Regions from separate parts of the Sus scrofa genome. Here region 2 is linked to region 1. A link is a contact called in public promoter capture Hi-C data. All regions are on one chromosome and are shown on one strand. Each heading gives the region's core, a stretch centred on a gene start, on an enhancer-like site or on the middle of the called end of the contact. The rest is flanking DNA. Distances are from core to core; before and after follow the strand shown.

Region 1 (2,700 bases), core at 21-2,520:
ACCTGCAACCTAATGGTTCCTAGTCAGATTCACTAACCACTGAGCCACGATGGGAACTCCAGAAATTTGTTTTAACCACTCTTTTACTTTCATTCTTTTCCTCTTACCCCTTTTCAAGTCTCAGCACTGATCAGCTATTGACAGCAAAGATTCTGTGGTATTTAGACAAATCCTAAAATTGTGTCCATTATATTTAAGGAGAAATCCAGGGGGGAAACAATTATCTTAGGTATGAGATCTAGCTTGGGGAGCGGCATGAGAAAAGCAAAGACACAGGGAAATCAGGCACAGGCTAGGAAAGGGATTACACAGTTCAGAAAGGAGGTGTGAGCACTATGGGGCCACCTCAACCAACTGAAATCACTGAAACGTTAACTCCAATAACAAAATGTGGATAGTGGCTTCCGTGCATTCATAAAATCTAGGCAAATCAGCCATCTCATGGGTTTGCGTAGAACTACAGGAGAAAAAAAAAGACATAGGAAAGCTAAGGACCATCTCTACAGGCTGAAATGGAGCTGAGGAATCAGTAGTACCAATAGAAAGCAAGGAACTAAAGGGGACGGGACTGGGTGTTGGCAAAAGTGGGGAAAAGCAAGAAAGTTAGAGCAGTACCCTGCACTACCTTACTGCACAGCGCTCGTACAATCATCCTCACAGCTTAACTTGGAGCCTGTCTGAGGCTAGGCGCTAAAACCATGAAAGAAAACGCTGAATGAAAACGTCCGGATCCTTAAAGGTCTTATGTTAGTTCCCTCCGTTCCTGCAGAACACCCAAGGGAAGCCCCGTTTCCAAAGTGAGCATGTGTGGACCTCATTTAAATTATTTCCTGCTGGGCTGTCCAACTGCACCCAAGCCCTTCGGCTCGGACAGTCAGCAGGCCGGCGCGGTGAGGCGCCGAACCTCCACGGTCCGGCGAAGTGACGGCGCGGGTCCCATCCGCCGCGCCCCGGCAGCCGGACCCCGAAGCCGCGCGAGCCTTGGCCCGAGCCGCGCCCGCTGCACTCCGCGTGCCGGCCAGGTCTCGGTGCCGCGGCCTGGCTGTGGGTGTTACCTGTACAGGACATAGGTGGGCGAGTCCAGGCTCAGGAACCCGTCGTCCATAGGGGACGCCACCGCCTCTTCCTGGGGCGGCTGGGGCGGCGGCGGCTCCGGCTGACTGGGCTCGCCACCCTGCGCAGACTCTCCGACACCGTCGGCGGCGGCCATCTCTCCTCGGCCTGCAGCGGAGGAGGCGGTGGAGACCCCGCCCCCGGCCCGGCCCGGCCCGGCCCCGCCCCTCCCCTCCCGCGGCCACTTCCTGTTTCCTCGCTCTTACCATAGAGACGCGGGCCAGAGGGCCTCCGAGCCGGCGCCCTTCCTTGGAGGTCCTGGTTGGGCTCGTGTCAGGTGGGGTCCACGGCATGCTCCCGGGGGCCCCCAGGTTTCCCACTCGCGCGAACACGTCCTTGCTTTGAAATGTGCTAGTGTTATTAGTTGTCATCGTCAGCGGGGAAGGTGCCTCTCCTTGGGAGCCCTGGATGAGAGTGGCTGGCTGCCCCTGCTCCATGTTACTTGTCCAAGGGCGTTTGCATTCCTTGGACACATTTTTTTTTTTCTTTCAGATGCTAAGAGTTTATACCGCAGAATTTCAGTCATCTAGAGCTTAACCTTTTGAAATTAAAGTCCTGATTATACATGTAATATGTGTATATGTTACAGGAAAGGTAAATATTTAACAAATACTTGCTGACTCGTATATGCCGTGCTTGCTCACAGCAGCAACCAACTTCTGCTGTCATGAACTTCTAGGGCTGGGTAGCAGAATTTACCGGCCTAAAATACGCTGTCGGCTTCAGGTCATGCCACTCCACATAAGCTGCTGTAGGTTTTTTTTGGTTATTTTGAGCCGCAGGCACTTGAAAAACAGCAAATACAGGGAGAAGCTTTCTCTGAATTCCCTTATTGGCCTAAAGACAGACTCTCCAAAAGAACTCAGCTGCAGTAAATCCCCTCTCTGGTAGTTTCAAGAGTCGAAGTGAACACCACACCCAGACACGTTCTGTCAAACTATGGAATCTCTACCCTGTTCCTCTAAAAGTCCATTCATCTCTCCTAAAAAACATTTACTCTCCAAGAGACCTCCTCTCCCCTTTCTCTCTTAAGGTGATATTTAAGCCTGAATTCTAAGCCACCTCTGGGAGCTGTTAATTTTTCTCTAGATATCTCTAAGTATTTTTCCATTTTCTCTAGGTATTCTCGAGCTATACATGTTAATAAACCCCTGTTTGTTTTTCTCTTGTTAATCAGACTTTTATTACCATGGTCTCAGCCAAGAACTCATAAGGGTGGAGGGAAAACCATTTTCACCCTCAGCAGTAGATGGTCAGGAAGGCTTTCCAGGGGCTGTTGGAGCAGAGATCTGCGAAAGGAAAAAGTATGCCAGTCAGAGAGAACAGGAGGTGACTGCTTGGCATGGTCTTGGTTAGGGAAGGACGCTACTGTCCTTCAAGGCCCATGAGTGAAAGGAATGAACTGCTAGGTTAAGATTGAAAAGGGAGCCAGGGACTGTGGGAAGCATTTCGAGTTTTAGAAATATTATTTATTGTGGTAAAATAGTCATAATATAAAACATCTTTTTTCTGCTCTTTTAAAAAATTTTATTATAGTTGATTTACAACATAATCTTCTGCTATACAGCAAAGTGACTCAGTTATACA
Region 2 (2,700 bases), core at 161-2,660, 160 kb before region 1:
GATCCAGGGTTGTTAATTTGAACAGTGGATACAGTGGTGGGTAAGAAGCAAAGATGTTGAACATGCTGAGTGTCCAAGCAAGGCATTAGCATGAGTAGGAAGGATATAAGCCCAGGAGGAGGCAGCTACTCTAAGAGGAAAATGCAGGTTTCAAGGTCTGCAAGCTAAAAATCAGGGAGAAGAGGGAGTTCCATTGTGGCTCAGTGGTAACAAATCCAACTAGTATCCATGAGGACTCTGGTTTGACCCCCGGCCTCATTCAGTGGGTTAAGGATCCAGCATTGTTGCCATGAGCTGTGGTGTAGATGGCAGACATGGCTTGGATCTGGCCTTGCTGTGGCTGTGGTACAGGCTGGCAGCTGCAGCTCCCACTCAACTTCCTATGCCCCCGGTGGGGCCCTTAAAAAAAAAAAAGAAAAGAAATTACTCCTTAGATATGCATCTTAACTAGCGCCTGGATCCTGTTTTTCTCCATCCTGAACTCCCCTCATGAGGCAACATCAGGAACTGAGGGGGTCGTGCTACAGTGGCTGATGGCTTGATAGCAGGCAACACTTTTGGTACACAATGTATATACTGTGCAACGTATACATTCATATTTAACATGTGTACAATTTTTCGATGTATAGAAGTATATAGTAATTTTTTCTTTCTTCTTTCCTTCCTTCTTTCTACAAACAAAGCAGCTTTGAATCTCTAATCTTGGATCCAAATAGAAGCTATCAGTGGTACTAGAACTTGCTAAAATTCTTGTGTATAGACTTTGGATTGGAAACTCCAATGAAATGTTTAGAACCCACGTTTTGGCACATTCTTCCTACTAGGCAAATAAACGCCTCTGGCTCCTGAGTGCGGCCTCCCTTCACGAGAGCAGGGAGATTATTTTATTTGGTGAAAAGGACACTGATTTCGATTGGAGGAGATGATTAAACAGCTGTTTTCTGTAGGTCAGCCATCCCCAACGATGTAAACTCCGGCTGGACCAGGATAATCAACTCTGGAGTTCCCCAGCACGCAGCAAAGCACTCTCCAAGGACTATCACCGCAACCGCTCGATAAATGTTTGTTGAAGAAACCAGGGAATAAAGGCGCAACAACAGTGGGACAGGGCGGTACCGAGGCTCCATGGCACCGGCGTTCCCACCGAACTCAAACTGGCGCAGGCTTTTCTGTCCATTCGAACCAGCAGCGACTCCGCGTCAACCTCCGCCCTCCAGCTTCTGCCCCGCCCCAGCGGTGGCTTCAGGGCGCCGGGACGCGCCGGCCACTGGGGGCGGCACCAACCGCCCGCCTCCCGGCGCCGAGGAACCAGGCTCTGCGCATGCTCCCTGGAGGTACCAGGGTCACACCCCAGTCCGCAAGATTGAGAATCCGATTCTCCACGTCTTGGAGGCGACCTGGAAGAGTCTGGACCAACACCCAAGCTCCTCAAAAGAGGAAGGGGCTGGGCGGAGGCGGAGAACCGACACGAAAAGGCTGCTTACAAAACCCGGAAGCCCTTCCGGATCCACGTGCGGACGTCCTCCCGACTCCATTCATGCGCAGTAGCGTCGGCGGCGGCGTCGGCGGCGTCGGCGGCGTCGGCGGCACTAGTTAGTGGTGGTGTCTCCTAGCCGGAAGGTCCGGTTGCCTCTGGGCGCCCGACGCCGCCGGGGTCATGTCAGCCCAGGGCGACTGCGAGTTCCTGGTGCAGCGAGCTCGGGAGCTGGTGCAGCAGGACCTGTGGGCCGCCAAGGCTTGGCTAATCACGGCCCGCAGCCTCTACCCCACCGACTTCAACATCCAGGTGAGGCAGGGCCGCGCGCTCAGGTGGGAGCGCCCTCCCAGCCCCCCTCCGCCCTGCCCGGGGCCGCCCCGCGGGGCGGCACCCAGGACCCCGGGGCCCTTCCCCAGGCCAGGCCGGCGCGGGAGAGGGGAGCGTTAGCATCCTGCGGCCCGGACCGCGCCTCGTGCGGCCGGGGAAAGCTGCCAGCCGGCCCCTGGGTCCGGACCGCGGCGGTGGGTTGGGGCGGGATGGGGGCGGGGCGGTGTTTGAGGTTCCCACGGGTTAGAGCTCCTGCGCTGTGTAGTGAGCACCAGCGATAACTCTGGGCTGTAGCTATGGAAGGGGATGGAACGCCGCCACATCTGCAGCCAATCAAAGTGTATACGTGTATCAGGGGAACGAGAAGCGCCTAAGCTTACAGTGTTAGACGCCAGGTGCCTTCAGTAATTCTGATCTTAGTGGCCACCTGCTATCTCTGAGCCGTTCCTGCACCCATCTGGGAACCGGGGCTGGGAGTGAGCCTGTTAGCCCTGTGGTAGTGTCTCCAAGTGATGCCTGACTCTGGGACCTCCAGGGGTCGGGGTGGGGGCCGAAGGGGGTGAGCAGGGCTGGCCCGGGGCCAAGGGCCTGACCCCTGGCTCTAACTTGTGTTGCAGTATGAAATGTACACGATTGAGCGGAACGCAGAGCGGACGGCCACCGCCGGGAGGCTGCTCTACGACATGTGAGTGGGGACGCCGCTGGGTCTCTCAGGAGGTTTTGTTCCTGTCCTTGGAAGTAGGAGCTGAGGGAAGATCTTCAAGTTCACCTGCATATGGGGTGCCTAAAGCTTACCCAGTCACGGATCCAGGCCTTGCATTAATTGCTGCCATATCTAATGCAAAGAGGTCTTCTTAGGTTTTATTCGTGTTAAAACTCTACTATCCAGTTTATTT

The links. Promoter capture Hi-C pulls out the DNA fragments that hold promoters and counts their contacts.
Region 2: a contact with region 1 is called in a promoter capture Hi-C map of liver, with 2.9 times the contacts expected there. The contact joins the promoter of INTS10 here to the promoter of FNTA in region 1. A contact is called at or near these places in 2 of 5 promoter capture datasets (fetal liver and liver) and 1 of 2 datasets of contacts at active chromatin or transcription factors (alveolar macrophages).

The regions. Positions count from the first base shown.
Region 1 is chr17:11,926,897-11,929,596 of Sscrofa11.1, reverse strand. FNTA (protein farnesyltransferase/geranylgeranyltransferase type-1 subunit alpha) reads right to left here and starts at 1,270. Exons shown (of 9, transcript XM_021077538.1): 1 at 1,056-1,270. The coding sequence starts at 1,210.
Region 2 is chr17:12,086,530-12,089,229 of Sscrofa11.1, reverse strand. INTS10 (integrator complex subunit 10) reads left to right here and starts at 1,410. Exons shown (of 17, transcript XM_003134201.4): 1 at 1,410-1,786; 2 at 2,422-2,489. The coding sequence starts at 1,658.